2 separate regions of the Triticum aestivum genome follow, and region 2 is linked to region 1. A link is a contact called in public Hi-C data. All regions are on one chromosome and are shown on one strand. The core of a region is the stretch at or near the end of the contact, and the rest is flanking DNA. Distances in the headings are between cores, read along the strand shown. Region 1 holds the start of LOC123169781 (putative glycerol-3-phosphate transporter 1). Region 2 has its middle 330 kb from the start of LOC123169781.

What was found. Hi-C and Micro-C count contacts between places; a contact is called where the count stands out from the background.
Region 2: a contact with region 1 is called in a Hi-C map of leaf, with 4 times the contacts expected there. The contact joins the enhancer-like site here to the promoter of LOC123169781 in region 1. A contact is called at or near these places in 2 of 5 Hi-C or Micro-C datasets (both in leaf).

The regions. Positions count from the first base shown.
Region 1 is chr7D:374,976,855-374,979,705 of IWGSC CS RefSeq v2.1, forward strand. It overlaps LOC123169781 (putative glycerol-3-phosphate transporter 1), which reads right to left and starts at 1,382. Exons shown (of 3, transcript XM_044587646.1): 1 at 1,167-1,382; 2 at 1-97. The coding sequence starts at 14.
Region 2 is chr7D:375,304,936-375,307,635 of IWGSC CS RefSeq v2.1, forward strand. No RefSeq gene overlaps it. Among protein-coding and RNA genes, the nearest start is that of LOC123169781, 330 kb to the left of the region's middle. Within about 2 kb of position 1,381, at least 1 of the 8 cell types and tissues checked has an H3K27ac peak or open chromatin away from gene starts, as enhancers often do. A contact at or near this core is called in leaf, where this site is marked.

The DNA.
Region 1 (2,851 bases), core at 132-2,631:
TGAGACTTGGCCATGAGAACTCTCGACTGTTGGTAACTGCAGCTACTGCCAGAGGCCAAGCAGATGTACACCTCCTGATAAAAAGAATGATCACCACCTGAAAGCATCAAAGAGGATGTAAGACAAATGGGCAAATGGAGCGATTCTCTGTTAAAATTGATAACTGAAGTTATACATCTCTTAGTGGTTAGTAACATCCATAAGCAATCATGCTTTAAAAAACTAGAAATCACTGATCCAAACGCATCTTTGTAGAATTTTGGTTACCATGCAAATATGGGGAAAATGGATGCACCCAATAATTCAACACATTTTATAAAACTTTAAACTCCGTTAATCCCAACACAACTTTGTGCTATTTGGTTAACACGCAAACATGGTAAAAATCCACATGTCTAATGATCCAAAGCAATTTGGGAAACAAATTGATCAATATGTTGGCTAGCCCAGTTCAATGATCGCAAGTGCAAGTCATCCACTAGATCACCAAAAACGGAAACCCATCTTGCTCTTGTTCCGCACAATATGATCACGTCATCTGTGACCTAGATCATGGAGAGCACATGGTACAAAGGACTGATGATACACTATTCTTATCTCCAACACCACAAATCAGAATTCACCCCTATTATTGAGTGCAAATGCGTTCCTTAGCAATCAACCGACTTAGCCGTGACTCTAAAGTATCAAGTATCTACTTACCATACTATTAATCGGGGCAGGTAAAAAGAACCCCAAGTGGTGGATGTAGGAGGAGAAAGGCTGGTCTGGCCTGAATATCCCCGGATAAAATTTCAGGGTCTCCATCACAGGAACTAAACTTAGTATTGGATATTCGAAATCCAAAATATTACTTACTGTTTAAATGCTCTATCCACGGCTACCGAGCAGTACCACCAGCAGAACAAGCACCTAATTCAGGAAATAACGGGAGAGATTATCGTCTCTCTCTCCCCCATGAATCCTGAACGACTAAAAATCCTTACCAACTCCCTGCCCTCGGTCCAACCCAAACCTCCCCAAAACCCATCACCCCTCGCCGCCAAACCAACAGCCCGACGATCCAAACAAGCAAAGGGAACAAAGCTTACGGATTGGGCGTGCAGAATCAGTAAGGAAGAAGGAGGAGGGAGATGAAGAAACCGGGATTCGGGAGGAGAACACACCTCCGCGGCGGCGGTGGACTGCTCTGCCGATCTGCGACGAGCCGCGGCAGGTTGGATTGGGGGTTTAGTGTGAAAATGCGCACGCGCAGGCAGGACGGGAGGAGATGGCTGGGGAAGTTAGGAAGGAGGGCGTTTCTTTCCTCTCTTGCCGTCTGTTTTTTCTCGAGAGTTTGGGTGGCTCGAGGAGTTCGAGCGAGGCTGGCTTGCATTTATTCTGATGGCAGGCCAAGCTTGCAGAGGTATTTTACGGCGATGCCCTTGGACCATATTGCCCTTTCACTTTTATTTATTGTCTGGAGCAGACTGACGCCACAGGGTTCACAAGCACAAGCCAAAGTGGCAAACTGGCGATGGCAACCCTTTTACATGTCACGCTAAACGTCAACCACGAGACCGGTCATATATTGGGGAGGCTCTCAAGCCACATCAAACCCGTACTCAAAAGTGACGGCAACTCATACTCCTAGTAGTTCTTAATAACAAATTTACTGTAATGTTATTTGACGTTTGCTGGCCGTATCAAATCCTGGCAAAAGCCTCAAAGCCGTCAGATTTAGATCTGACAGTGGCAGTTTTTGCCCAGAACATCCCACAATTTAAACAAAATGCCATGACAGTTTTGAAAAAGCCACCCCCAGCCGGCCAGCCATGCAAATTGCCATCCGGGGGCCGCGCTTGCCATCATTCCTATTCCTAGAGAACGGTCGCCACGGATTGGAGTCCCAAATTTAAGTGACATCACAACCATGTCCTGCAGTCATAAAAATTGGAACCACTTTAGCACAAGACAATCAACCATAAGGTGGCACGACCCATATCTCATGATGTGCTTCGCACATTCCCTCAAATAAATAAAAATATCTGCTTCACACGTTCCCTCAAATAAATAAAAACATCTACTTCGCATGCAAACCCAAGGAAGAGGAGCACTAGTTTTGCACTCCTTGTAAAAAATGTTCTGAGTCGGTTGATCGGCTTCGTTTTACGCAGTTTGCTCGGGACAGTGACTCACTTTCCACATGGCCACACGGGTCACCCTCACCCCTCCCATCCTTCTCTGTTGCCTTCATCCTTATCGGTTGGAACCCAACGCATCTACAACCCCCCCTCAACCCACAACACACCTGATTCCCTTCAACCACACTAACACACCCCCCGCTACCGTACGTGCGCACAATCAGGGGGGAGGCAACTGCAGGTGTTGCAGATGACGATCTTGTGCTTTTGATGGTGGTGGTGGATGTTGTGTCGCCGGTGGCCTACGGCGGCCGCATGCTCAACCACGACGAGCACGTGCTACGACCACAACGAGCACATGCTGGGACCACGACGACTTTGAGCTACGACCATGGTTGTCGCGTACTACAATAGTGGGGCGCGAGGGATGTTGCGATGGGTGGTGCATACGACAGTCATGTGCTAGAACCGAGATAGCCGCATGCTGGGACCGGTGAGCGGCGATGCTGCGACTGCGTCCGCCACAGCTGGAACCGGTCGGCAGTGATGTTGTGACCACGGGCGCCGCGTGCTAGAACCGGTCGGCAGCGATGCTGTGACCATGGGAGCCGTGTGCTAGAACCGGGCGACAACGATGCGGTGACCATGGCTACCGCGTGCTGGAACCTGCCATGGGAGATGCCGGAACCATGACTGGTACGAGCTGTGTCGGTCACTAGGTGAGGTGC
Region 2 (2,700 bases), core at 131-2,630, 330 kb after region 1:
TTCAAAACAAAGCAAAACAAATCATAGTTCAACAAACCGGACATGGCCGAAATGAATTCAATGTCGAGCTTGACGGATGCCTTCGGATCACTGGCCGGGCGCCTGCTCCGAGCGGAATGCGACGTGCTCCAGGCGGAATACGTCCTGCTCGTCCTGCTCTGCCTGCATCCGGGCTGCCTCCTCCACCTGCATCCGTGTTGCAGACGCCCTTGCCTCCTCGTACTCCCTACATGTCGAGGGCAGCTCGGGCGCTGCCGGTGCCCGTGCTCATCCGCGCCCAAACAAGCTGCGGCGAGTCACATACGTCGACCGCCGGCATCTGCATGGGCTGAAAGCTCTCCAGAATGGCCCAGCCGGCCGTCGAATCCTCCTCTGTCCCAACGGGGTCGGACGGCGTAATTCGGATCAGCGCTCGGATGGAAAGGGTGCGGGGTCCGGGCGCGGCGGAGGAGACAGTTGCTCCACCATTTCGAACCTCCCTGCGATGCCGCCGCCACCTCCCTCTCTCGCTGTCAGCGTCGCCGCAACTTCCGGGCAATGTTCTCCGCCTTGCAAGTCAGAGCCAACGAAGGAACGCCGACTGACGAGGTGGGTCGCATCTCGTCTCGGAGGTCGGGGACGGGATGGACGACATCTCCTGCGGTGGATCGGGACCGGTGATGAGGATGGGGAGTAAGGGTGGAGGACAGCGAGGGTTCGGGCGCAGGAAAGGTTGGAGGGCAGCAGGAGGAGGAGGAAGGGTTTAGTGAATTTGATGCAGTTTGCGGTGGAATCGGGTCGTCGGGTCCGATGTGGCGGGTGTGCCAAGGCGCGACCATATCCACCTCATATTTGGGTTAGATATGAGGGATGCCAGTCAGCCCGAGCGTTTGAGACTCGTTTAAGAAGCTCGTCTGGGTCAAAGTTTCACGACCGGGACGGTGATAAGAGGGTCCACCCGAACAAATGAGGTGGGTTTAAAGCGCCCGGCCGTAGATGCTCTTACAGGAGTAATATGTTGTGGTGACGGTTGAGCTAGGATGCATCGGCGTCCAGCCCTAGCGTGTCGGGCACCCTTGGTGTGCTCAAAAGCCTCTTGCAAGCAAAGCTTTTTGTTCTTGGATACAACAAGCGATCGAGGTTACATGCATGCGGGCGGCCCGAGCCGGTGGTTTGGTGAGTGGCTGTACGGATGCGAGGGTCCGTGGCCACTCCTCTTGCGTTGGAGCTTTAGTGCGCTCCGCGCTGGAAAACCAAAACGAAACAAAACGACCAGTGAAACCTACGACCAGCCAAGAGCAACGTTGCTGCCACATGATACGGTGGGCGCCGCGTTGAGCACGTCGGCCGGCCATGACAAAGATAGTTGGTATGACGCTGCCCGAATGCCCTTTTTTGATGGGGTTCCTACATACATTCCCGCCGCTTTAAGCTTGTGGCCCATATCGTCGGCCACCGGTCGGCCGGGTTCGACGCCGACCACAAGCTGAAACTGCCATGTAAACGGCAAACAGAAAGCGGCGACCGAGTTGCCATCGTTCCGTTGGCGTGCAGCAGTTAGACGGTCTTTAGTTACGTCATGCCGCTCCTTTGAATTATCTATATCGTTTGTTTTGAAACTTTGAATTATCTATATCTATCTTACTTTGTTTTAGGAACATCTATATCTTTTCTTTTTGAGGGGTAGGAACATCTATATCTATCTCACATGCTCAGGCGGGCCATGCTTTGAGCTCCAACCAATATGGGTTGTTTTCGGAATGGGCTGGGCCACCTTCTCGTCACGCAGGAGACCACGACGCTCCGGCCTTTAGAGCATCTGCAGCAAATCCGATATCTTTGCCTTAAAAAAAAAGGCAAATCCGATATCTCAAACGTCCGTGGACGTGACCGGACGTGTCTGTAGATAGTGATCGGTCACGTCTCAAATTAGCTACCCCTAAATTTATAAAAGGCATGCAAAATAAATGCTGCGTACTACATCCTACGTACTATCCTAACTAATTTTCGTCGTCGGAGATATCCATAACGTCGGTGCCGGATGGACGGACATGTAGGAGGGCTCCGGCTCATTCTCCTCCTGCTCGACCTCATCCATGTAGGCGAGCATCTCCTTCTCCTCCGCGGCATGTTGCGCCTTCATCTCCTGCCAGCGGCGGCGTCTGGCCTCCACATCCGACTCCGAGCAAAGGGAATCAAGGATGGTCTGCTGCTCCGCGTGCAGATCCGCGTCCCAGCGTCCCCCACATTCTCCTCCAGCTACTCATCCGGATCCACTGCCTCCGGAGGTAGCCCCGCGGTGATTCGGGCTTCACGCCTTGCCCGGATCTGCTCAAGGAGTTGTAGCCGGCGCTCCGGCGTTAGAAATAGGTAGCCCCTTATCCACCGGTGTGGGGGCATGGCTACTAGTAGTGGCGGACGGAGAGTGGAAAGTGGCGGCGTCGGCGGATGGGCGGAGGAAAATATGAAGGGGTAGGGTTTCAGTGTCGGCGATCGGCTTAAATAACCGGGCTAGGCACTACGCGGCCGGCCGGAGCTGCACCAAGTGGTGACATCCGTCCGACGAAGGAGACAAGTTTCGGACCGCTTGATTTCCGGGGTAATGCTGCGTAGGACCCCGTCGTTAGTCCGGCGTGGCTGACGCGCCCGGGCGCCCCATATACGACTCATATTTGGGCACCATATGAGGGGTGCCGGTCACCCCGGGCGTTTGAGGTCCGT